Linked DNA regions of Mus musculus: all the other regions are linked to region 1. Evidence: chromatin contacts called from public promoter capture Hi-C and targeted proximity ligation data. All regions are on one chromosome and are shown on one strand. The core of a region is the stretch at or near the end of the contact, and the rest is flanking DNA. Distances in the headings are between cores, read along the strand shown.

What was found. Promoter capture Hi-C pulls out the DNA fragments that hold promoters and counts their contacts.
Region 2: a targeted proximity ligation map of extraembryonic endoderm stem cells shows a contact between it and region 1. A contact is called at or near these places in 3 of 484 Hi-C or Micro-C datasets (cerebellum, frontal cortex and uterus), 4 of 130 datasets of targeted methods (astrocytes, extraembryonic endoderm stem cells, neural progenitor cells and 1 more) and 1 of 9 other capture datasets (liver).
Region 3: a promoter capture Hi-C map of hippocampal neurons shows a contact between it and region 1, with 4 times the contacts expected there. A contact is called at or near these places in 3 of 39 promoter capture datasets (the 3T3-L1 cell line, hippocampal neurons and stem cell-derived epiblast-like cells), 5 of 484 Hi-C or Micro-C datasets (embryonic stem cells, muscle stem cells, myocytes and 1 more) and 4 of 130 datasets of targeted methods (embryonic stem cells, extraembryonic endoderm stem cells and neural tube).
Region 4: a contact with region 1 is called in a targeted proximity ligation map of the HPC-7 cell line, with 9 times the contacts expected there. A contact is called at or near these places in 1 of 39 promoter capture datasets (hippocampal neurons), 38 of 484 Hi-C or Micro-C datasets (the C2C12 cell line, CD4 T cells, the CH12 cell line and 24 more) and 9 of 130 datasets of targeted methods (the HPC-7 cell line, the NIH/3T3 cell line, embryonic fibroblasts and 5 more).

Annotation. Positions count from the first base shown.
Region 1 is chr19:23,519,494-23,522,193 of GRCm38.p6, forward strand. The region is part of intron 1 of Gm34012 (a long non-coding RNA gene); the gene reads left to right. Among named protein-coding and RNA genes, the nearest start is that of Gm34012, 24 kb to the left of the region's middle.
Region 2 is chr19:23,685,993-23,688,692 of GRCm38.p6, forward strand. It overlaps Ptar1 (protein prenyltransferase alpha subunit repeat containing 1), which reads left to right and starts at 1,408. Exons shown (of 7, transcript NM_028208.1): 1 at 1,408-1,553. The coding sequence starts at 1,468.
Region 3 is chr19:23,757,457-23,760,156 of GRCm38.p6, forward strand. Apba1 (amyloid beta (A4) precursor protein binding, family A, member 1) reads left to right here and starts at 1,420. Exons shown (of 13, transcript NM_177034.3): 1 at 1,420-1,635.
Region 4 is chr19:23,353,558-23,356,257 of GRCm38.p6, forward strand. The region is part of intron 7 of Mamdc2 (MAM domain containing 2); the gene reads right to left. Among named protein-coding and RNA genes, the nearest start is that of Gm41821, 55 kb to the left of the region's middle.

The sequences.
Region 1 (2,700 bases), core at 73-2,572:
GAAATAATAAAAAAAAAAAAACAAAAACAACAACAGTTTCACTGAGTTAAAACGAAGGTGTTGGCAGGACTGGTTCCTCCTGGAGCCTCTGATAGGACAATCCCTGCCCTTGCCTTTCCCAGCTTCTAAATGCTGTTCACATTCCCTGGCTGGTTATCGCCGCCATCAGAGGCATCACTCCAACCTTTGTTTCTTTCCCCACATCCTCTTTTGCTTCTTTGACCCTCCAACCTTCTTCTCATAAGAACATTGGTTATTACAATGGACCCATTTAGGTAGTTGGATCTTCCCATCACAAGAGCTTTAGTTAACCACATCTGTAAAGTCCTACTCACGATGAGAGGTCACATAGTCACAGGTTTCAGGGATCATGATGTAGCTCTCTTTGAAAGAGGCCATTCACATCCCATGGTAGTTGCTTAATTATCTGGGGATGCCATTTATTTGTCTTTGTTACAGAAATGAATCCGGATGGGCTAATGTTTTTCCTGGGGTATTTTTTTCTTTTGGAATAGTTTTCTCTGCAATGCTAGCCTTTCCACATTGGAAAGCCTTTTTCTAAAGGGAGTGGGCAGGGGACAAGTGAAGCAACAAATGGATAACTCCACATTCCCCTGTCTGATTTAAAACTGCCTGGTCCAGTGGCCATTTCCCACTTTGCCCATCTATACACCCACACCCATGCATGTGAGTGCTTGCGCGCATGCACACACACATACACATACACACACACACACCACACCACACACATACATACAGACATACACAAATCACACACACACACACACACACAAATACACATACACGCATACACATAAACACACACACACACACACACAAAGGTAGAGATGAAAGAGTCTCTTAGTTTTTAATATTTTTCCAGTCTCAATCAACTTGCTCCCTGCTGGCTTTTCTGTATGATTTATTGGTACAAATCTGTGCTTCTGGTCTCATGCTCAGCCTTGACTGTGCACTTTTCCTTCAAAATTCTGTTTCTGTTCTTTCTATTCCTCTCTTTGGGTGGTTGTAAGGGACACTCCCTGCATCCCCGTCATTAGAATAAGCCATGATTACAAAGTAAGCATCCTTTTATTGTAAGCTACGCGTTCTTCGTAAGTGATGGTCCCTTTTAGAAACACACTACAAACTCATTTTACTGATTTCAGATTAAAAGAAGAAAAGCCAATGGGTGTGTCTAAACATGCCCATTTGTTCCTCTTCCCTGCCATTACAAATTCCGAGATGATTCAGTCACTTCCTCCTACGGTCACCATACCTTCTGGGACACCAACTGGCTTTCCCTTTTGGTTAGAAATGAGCGGAGGCTCTGTGCAATTTGTCCTCTAATCAGTCCTTCCACTTTTAGCAACAGGAACCTCCCAACAGATGTCTGGAGAGTTGAAGTCATGACATCACCTCATCACTGTTACAGGGGAAAGGAGTCTTTACCGCTGACCACCTCTCTGTGATCGTGTGTCTCTGGCCACAAGCTTCCACACAGTTCTGGACTCTTCCACATGGTTCTTGTTTCTAGATAATACTCCGACTTAAGTAGGAATGCTTAGGCTGAGAAAAGTTAGACTACTTTTCTAGCTTATCTAGCTAGAGATAAGCTTAGGTGTGCCTGCAAGTGGACCTGAAACAATTTGCTGCTCTTGGAAATACATCAGTAAAGGGCAGACCTCTGATGCCATTTCAGAGAGCTACATGCTTTTAGAAACGACTCCTGCCCGTAGGCATAAGGCGTGCCACCTGGCCTGTGGCTTTGCTTTCACCGCTTAGCCACCTCAACTAGATTAGAGGTGAGCACGTGACCTCAGCGAGATCAGCAGAGTGACCTCAGGACTTCCATGGGGGATGCTGGGATGACATTTTCCTATGCTGTCGAGGTGGACAGGGAGCACACAGGTCAGGGCTTACAGCCATTTTGAGACTCCAAGAAGAGCTCATTTGAGAAGGTGCCATCTCGTAGAAAGGGAATGAGAAGAACTCAGGTTTTTAGGGCATTGTTGACAGCTAGAAGGTCAAGTCTTCCGATTTTTAGTCTCTTGTCTTAAAACTTATTTTTCTAATTTCCATTTGAATGTATATATAAAACACATATATATAATATATTATATGTGTATATGTATATATGTAATATATATTGTACATACACATGCATATATGTATACATGTATATTTATATATATGACATGATTTTTTTGCTATAGGTGAGAAGGTTAGTGTGTAAGGAAAAAGACTGGAGAGGACAGAGGATGAGCTCTGAGCTTTGGCCATCAGAAGGCATTTTCATCGTGCCCTGTCTTGCTTCTGTGCATACAGTAGAAAGGAAAATGAGCAGATTTTTTTCACTGTATGTCAGACAGTCATGGTGGTACATGTCTGTTACCTCAGCAGTCAAGGAGAGACCAAAGGTATGAGGATGGAGATCTGCCTGAGCTACATAGCAAGATCCTGTCTCAAAACAACCAACGAAAATGTTGTATCTCCAAGAACAACTCCTGCTGCTGTAACCTCAGTCTGAGTCACAAGTGTGTCATGCCAAGGAGTTAGACAGTATGGGGACATTTAGTCAGAATTGGTAGTATGCAGAGTTCCATTTCCCTGCCGTCCCAACTGCTCATAAAAACCCCGTCAGTCATACAACCGTTCTAAAGATAAGCCTCTGAAACACCCTCTTTCAGGTGCCAATAATGG
Region 2 (2,700 bases), core at 158-2,657, 170 kb after region 1:
TCTGGGTTGTTTCCAGCTTCTGGCTCTCACAAATAAGGCTGCTATGAACATAGTGGAGCATGTGCCCCTGTGGCATGGTGGGGCATCTTTTGGGTATATGCCCAAGAGTGGTATAGCTGGGTCTTTAGGTAGACCTATTTCCAATTTTCCGAGGAACCTCCAGTAGCATATTACTTTTTAAAAAAATGTAAAAGATGTGTGTGCGTGTATGTTCCCACAGAAGCCAGAAGAGGATGTTGGATCATCTGGAGCTGGGGTTACAGGTGGTTGTGGTTGCTAAAAACAAGTGTACTTCATTGCTAAGCCATCTCTCCAGCCCCTGGTATCACTCTTCGACAGGACTCTTGAACTTGCTCTTGGTCTAGGGATGCAACACACCCCATTTGTCTCACTGCTTCTCCCAGAGCTTGTCAGAGTCTTTTAGGGTCTTAATCAGGTCTGTTTTGCTTTCCACAAGTTTGTAGACTGTCTCTTGTTTCTTCACCAGGATCAGGACCAACCACAGTTTGCTTTTCAGAGATCCAAGTTTCAAATAGCCCAGCCAAAGATAACCTTGAATGTCACCTCCTGTTTTTACCTCCCAAGATCACAGCCACGCACTACCTTGCCAGGGCCAAAAACCAAAAATTAAAAAGATACAGACTTCAAGCATCAGAGAAGGAGGAAGAGGAGGAGGAGGACGGGGAGGAGGAGGAGGAGGAGGAGGGAGAGGAGGAGGAGGAGGAGGAGGAGGAGGAGGAGGAGACACCATCACCAGTTAGAGGCAGTCAGAACTTTGTACTTAGAAGGGACAAATAAACCTGATATATAAAAATAAAAATTTTAATTACAACACTTTTAAAATCCAAATGGAACAGAGCAATCTTATAATTTGTGGAGCAAGAGAGGTCAGGAACAATTGTCAAAGCCTTTATTTTATTTTATACTCCAAATTAACGTAGTGATCACGAAATGTATCAAAAATGCTAAAAGTACAGAAGTACAGTGGGTTACTTTTGTTTTTAACCTTATCCCCGAGATCTGAAGGGTTCTTTCTCCTGTACTTTCTTTCCTTTGCTTACTACATTACAAGATCTAACTAAACGCGCTACTTTACACTTCATGCATAAAGTAGCACAGGCGTGCAAAAGGAGGTCAGCAACCCGCCTCCTCCCCGGGTGGGCCGGTGAAGCGGGCCTGGTGCAGCCATCCGGAGGTCCCTGGGTAAAGGCCACTCTGGGACACGGCTGCTCGGAGAAGTGCGGGGGAAGCCTCCTTCCTCCACGCCTAGTGAACCAAAACTCCACCAAAAGCCACCGAGCTCGAAGAGCCGGCCCAACCCAGCGGTGCTGCGGCCCTCCCTGACCCGGAAGTGCTCGGCGGCCTCGGCGAGAACGCGCCTGAGCCAGCGCGCGCGCGCGCCCCCGCGGAACTCCCGCCGGCGGCTGGGCTCTGCCGGAGGCGCGCCCGATCGCGGCGGCCGCCAACATGGCCGAGTCGAACGAGGAGGTGGCGGTGCTGGTGCAGAGGGTGGTGAAGGACATCACCAACGCCTTCCGAAGGAACCCGCACATGTGAGTGGCGCGCCCTGCGCCGCCGGGGTCGTCGGGGGCGGCTCGGGGCCGCGCTCTAGTCCACTCGCCGGGGCCGCTCGGGGCCCACGCGCGCTTCCGACAGGCGGAGCGCGGCTGGGACTGTCGCGCCGAGCCGGCTGGCCGTTACCAAGACGCGTGGCGGGGCAGTGCCGGGGAGCGACCTCCGAGAGCCACGTCGGAGCGTGGAGTTTTCTGCCCTGCGCGACGCGTCCCGGGAGTTGTGGCAACTCTTCTCCCCGCCGCCCTCCGCCGGGATGCGCTTGCCCCGCGGGCCACTACCGTGGGTCTCTGTGTCTTGGAGGCGACTCTCGGTTGCATCCAGTGCGTGGCTATAGAGGATTATCCACCCCATCATACTCCCTACAGCCCCCTTTCGGGTTAACTAAAGGTGATTGGAAGCTGCCTTTGACTTTTCGACTCGCTTGTCACAAAATTGCAAAGCGAGTCGGATGTAACAATTTTTGAAGGTGACCTGAGTGGATCTTATAAAGCTGTTGCAAACTGGATACTTTTTTTTTATTAGTAGCGCGTCCGAAGTTACAGACGAGCATCTTAAGGCATTCTTACCTAGCATTGTTGCCTTCTAAAAGTTCACTCCTGAACTGATACATATATTATCTCTTTCTCCTCCCTTTCCATTTTATTTGTTACTCTCTAGGAAGATACTCTTAAGATTGTATTTTTCTTTTCCTGATACTCTCCCTTTAACGAATGGAAAGGAAGCTACTAAAGAGTTACCTACATCAGTATACAAAAGAATAAGAAGCCAGAATGTAGCCCATTCCTGGGGAAACAAACATGAAGTCCGGTTTTGTATTATTTTCTCATTGGTTATACAATTTATTTTTAATATTTTAATTTTTTTTACTAAAACACATGAATTATTTTTACGCATTCTAGCCTCCTTAGCTTTTCCACTAAATGAAAGGCCAAACACTTTAATCAAGTGTTCTTTTCCTCCAAGATGATCTCAGAAAAGAATTTAGAAGTCCTCAGATGGCCTGCTTTCTTCTCTCAATTAAGGACTTAAAACTGTACTTCCTTCAAGACAAAAGACTACTGGCCTCTAAACATACCTGCCAGCCCCGACAGCCCCTAAGTCGTCCTCCTTTCCTCTTTTGACTGC
Region 3 (2,700 bases), core at 170-2,669, 240 kb after region 1:
TGGAAAGTTCACAGTTGTTCTCTGATGTGTAGTTTTCCCAGGGTGCTATGAATTCTGGAGGGACGAGGACCCTATCTGGCTTTCACCAGAGAGGGTAGTTTTACTGACAAGATGAATAGGGAATGACTGTCACAAGAAAAACAACAATGGCCCTTATTTCTAGTATATGTTTAAGTTTTATGAAAAGATACTGGGGGGACAGGAGAAGCTATACTTTTCTTTGTCAAAGCCAAGAAACTAATTACGAAGTAGAATGCAGAAATTCATGTGAATTTTAAGGCTAAACAAGAATTCTAGGATGCCTCGGGCTACACCCGTAGATATTTCTGGAGATACTGTGCTTAATATGGAAATACTGTATAATGATAGATTTATCTCTCCCTAGGTCAGATAAGGAAGGCTTGTCTTCATTTCACTAGATGAGAATATGCATACTAAGACGGACTTGAAAATTATAAGGTTTCGGGGGAATATGACCCTTAATTTTTAAATTGAGAACTCTGTCCCAAAGAGGGGGGAGGATGTAGCTATGGAATCGCCTATTACAGATGGAGCTGGCGCCTGAACCCAGGCGCCTGAACCCAGCCCCGCCCTCGCCCCTCCACTCCCACCCCGCCGCCGCCCAGGGGCCAGTCCACCTTTTCATTAAGTCACAACACCTGCTACCTGGTCCCTAGTGCTCAGGGTCCCCACCCTCCAGAGAACCTAATCATATACCAGGCGAATTGCCTCTGCACGTCTGGAAGACTCTTTTAAGCTCCTAGCAACGGGCATCGAGAAACCAAGTGGACCATTTCCCGACCCCGCCTTCCAGACGCTTTCTGGGTGGGGCGGGTTGGGCAGCGCCCCCAGTGGGCGGCCAGACAGACGCCCAGCTTGTTCCTCTCAAGCTCACGCGGGCGCCCCCTCGCGGCCACTCGAGGAGCGCAGCGCCGCATTGCAAGCTCCAAGCTTTTTCTTGGCTTTCAGGCCCGGGAAGCGGGAAAACTGCGTGTCACTAAGCAAGAGGACACGGGCAGCCGTCCACGCGGCAGTGTGTCCTAAGCGTGACCAGAGCCCATTCGCAGAGACGGGGCCGGGGATGAGCGTTAGGGACCTGGGACAGAGGACCGTGGAGGTCCCCCTGTGTCCCCGCGGGAGGCAGCCACGTAGTCCATTCCAGGCTCTCGGCCACGAGAGGGAGGGACTCGCGCACAGCTACGGCGACGGCTGTGGACCCCTCGCACGCTCACGCGCGCCCGAGCTGGACTGTCGCGTCGGGCCCGCGCCGCGCGCGCGCACGCGGGTGGGCGTGGGAGGCAGGGGCGCTGCTGCACGCGGCGTGCGCGCGCTCCCCCCGCCGTCAGTCGCAGCCGCCCGGCCCCGGCGCGCGTCACGAGGGCGAGCGGGCGGCGAGCAGGGGGTGGGGCCGCGGCCGGAGGGGCCCGAGCGGCTGCCGAGCTAGAGCCGGAGGAGCGGGGCGCGGGCGGCTGCGGTCCCGGTGGCGGCGGGGGAAGATGGTGGCGCTGGAGGCGGGAGCAGCTGGAGAGCAGCTTTATTCCCAGGCTTGGCACGGTCGCTGTCACTAGCGCCGCCTGCTCCCGCGGGCCCGCGGACCCAGCTGTCAGGCAAGGTACCACCGCCAGGGCGGGCTGGGTGAGTGCCGGGCGCCCGACGCCCCGGACGGAGCTCGGGTCCTTTTGGAGGGATGATCCCGGGAGCTAGGGGTGAAGCGTGGAACAATAGTGCGGATGAACAGGGACGGCAGGCGACATCCAGGGAGGCAGTGCTTGGAGCTAGCGAGGCGGGGGAAGGGTGTGTACTAGAGAGATGCCAGGCGTCCGGTGCGCGCTGAGATACCCGGCTTTGGGAAGAGCGGGCCTGATGACAGTCACGGAAGGAGTGTGTGTGTGTGTGTGTGTGTGTGTGTGTGTGTGATAGCAGAGGGGATGGAGGTGGCAGATCCGAAGTGTAGGGGGAGATGACATTTCCAGGAATCCCCGCTAGGATCCCTCCTCTCTGGCTGACTGATGATGGAAACCGTGAGGTGGGCAGGATGCACTTGGTGTGTGAAGTGTGGAGGGGAGGCAGTAGGGTAAGGCCGGGTTTGTAAAATCCCGTGTAAGAGTGAGTGTTTAGCGTGCAATTGGATCCACGCTCTCAAAACTGCGCCCCACATCCAGCGATCTGCTTTTCCTGACTTGATGCCGCCAGCTAACACTGTGGGACAGTATTGGTTATTTTGACCCTGCAAGTCTAAGAACAGTTTCTGTTCTGCTACTGTTCTTGGGTGGCTGGGTGTACGGATTCTCGCTTCCCCTTTCCCTAACGTCCTAACACGGGGATGTGGAAGTGAGCGGTTGCTTTGAGGCACATGGCAGCAAACCAGGATAATGGTTACACCTTTTGAGACAGCTGGTGTCCCTGGCTCTGAAGGGCGCTTTCTTTGGCACTTCACAGCCTCTCATTGACTGCCTGACTCTGCAATTTCTATTGTTTATCTCTTGTCTAACCCCAAGAAGAGGGTGTTTAATGGTCATCTTCCTCTCCCGTTCCCACAACTTTTATCACCAGACTCCCTTCCATATATAAGTACTGAAAACCTTCTAGCTGAAGATTGGATAGTCTTTGCAATGATTCTTTTAGAATAAACTCTTGAGGTGTGTAAAGAAGGTGGGGGCTTTAAAAATACAAGAACAAGATTGAAAGGGAAGTAAAAAA
Region 4 (2,700 bases), core at 179-2,678, 170 kb before region 1:
CAGCAAAACAGGCTGACAGCTTTATCATCAAAACAGTGTTTTGACATGACAGGAAAATTGTTCTTTTCTTCTCTAAAAGGAGGGCAGCAGGCAGCTCTGATCACATTATCTACAAAAATAAACAAATACTAGGGATTTCCTTTGAGAACGCAAAGGCTGTGAACATTTACTCACAACTTTCAAATCGACCCCTACAACATTTAAAAGACAGAAAAAGGAGAGGATTTTTTTTAAAAAAGAGGCTCTTAAGTTCTAAGATGTGTTTTAGAACTAGTATTTTCCAGAGATAATTCCCCATTGTTGACTAGTCCCAGCATCAGAGCAGTTATGATTGCCATTCGCTGTAGGAACTGCTGCTCTTGAGGAAAAACAGCCCTTCCCAGAAACCACAGAGTTCAGAAGTCACCCTGGGCTTTTCAGGGGGCGTTGCTGTTTGGGCTTTGCTGAGTCCTGTTATCCTTCACAATGGCCCACAAGTGTCCCTTTGGCCCAGACTGCCCAGACGGGATGGAGTATGGAAGAGTCCTCCTGCTCCCTTGGGAATAATGGTTGATCCTATTAACGCAGGACTTAGAAGCCTCATAGCTTACGTTGCCCTCTGGAGTTAGAGGGGATGTAACCACAGCAGATTGGGATGCTCAGTATGAGCCTAGTCTGATTGGTGAGAGACACAGCTGGGACATTTTAGGGCTAGAGCGATAAAGCGTGTTGTTTTGTATATCTGGAAAGTCCTTTCTGCAGAAACTTTCATTCTGGGGACAGCCAGCTGGCAACTCAGGGGCCGTTAGGTCAAGGCTATGTTCTCAGTTAATTTTCAAACCAAGAAAGTACTCACGTGGGCAGAAGAACACAGTCAGGGGAAATGGCCAAAAGAATCATTCAACCAAATGGTACAAGGAACCCAAGATTTAGTTTTGACCCAGAAAAACATATAGCTTTAGAAAACCAGTCGGGGAACAGTTGTATGCTTTGTGAACTAACTTATAACATTGTATCAACATTAAATGTCCCAAACTTACTAATTATTCCATAGTTACACGGCAGATACATATTGCAACAAAGGAGAACAGTGTTCTTCAAGGTCTGGTAAGACAAATGCTGGCCCTGCCTAATGCTATCACTGTTGTAGATCTGAGAAAAGAGTCTAGGGAGTTCCTCACCGAAATCCCATATTCTAGCAAATTTTATCTGAGTTTGAAAAGAAGTTCCATAATCTCTCTCTCTCCCTCTCTCCTTTTGGTAGTGACTAACCGTGCGTTATAGAAAGAGAATAAGAAGAAACCGTTCCCATGTAACTGGAACATGGTCGCATGTCAGTCACAAGCCCAAGCTTGCTAGTGGAGAAGGAAATAAGGACTGCAGTGCTCTAAGCCTGGTGAGTCACCCACATGCTGCTCCGCCCATTTCTGCCAGAACGAGGGTATATTGTTATGTCCAAGGAGACAAAGCCTGAGAAAAATTAATATGATGTCACACACACCAGGACTCTTCAGCATTTCCCCACTGACAATGGAGAGCAGAAGAAACTCCACTATTTCAATTCTTAGCCAACCTCCTCCTACCTAATAATGAAAAACATGAAAAAGTCAAAATGTACAGCCAGCTGCGTAGCTTAGAAGATGGCGAGGTACTCTTAAATACCTGGCATACACTGATGATCAGGTCAGCAAAATCACTCACGAACCTTAGAGAAACACCCCTAAGTGGCTGCAAGAGAATCTTAACCCCCTTTTTAGGTCTCTAGAGGGGGCAGTAGTACTGGAATTCAAAAATTTATAGCAGCTTTATTCAGAGTAGCTGAAATGGAGACTCGACCATTGGTGGTCTTCAGTTGGTGAAAAGGCATGTGAGCTGTGGTGTATTTATTTTGATAATGAAATATTACTCAGTGCTTAAAAAGAAATGATCTATGGAGCCACAAAATAACCGGGAGGAAACAGAAATCTGCAATACTGCATAAATTCTGCTCAGTGAAGGGAGCCAGTATGAGAACACTGCCTACTGCATGACTCCACAACCATAAGGCATGATGGGAAAGGCAAAATCAGGGAGACAAGAAAAAGGCCAGTGGTTGCAAGGGCAGGGGTGGGGGGAGGGTGAACCTGTATTCCACTGTAATGGTGGGCATGTGTCAGTACAAATGTGTTCACTCCTATAGAACATGCAATACCATCAGTGACCTTTAATGGAAACTCTGGAGTCTGAGTGATAGTAATATGTATGGGGGGAAAGATTATATGTGTTACTGCTGTGACTTCTGACCATTTGGCTGAACCTCAAACTGCCCTAATAAAACACAACTTTAAGCACAGGTCTCTCTTATCCATGGTTTTCTGGTTGTTATTTTCTTCACTTGATAAATACTTGGTCTTAGAAATGATTTGATGATTCTATCTAATATCTAAGTGATATTATTCTATTTATTCTATCTATCTAAATGATTCTATGGTCTGATAGAAAGTTTTAAGAGTGGAGATCATAGACTAAATCTACTTTATGTAGAATATTCAGACAGTTATCTGGAAGCTAAAGATGGGGACCTTCAAATAGCTACCCAGCATCTGAGGTGGGGGCAAAGTCCTTGTTCACAGAATGTTTGAGACGTTTGGTTCAAGGGAAGATAAAAAATTGAGTATCTGGGGCATGTTAATGGCATGATGGAGGCTTAGGGAGGAACTGAGGCACGCAGATGCAAGCCAC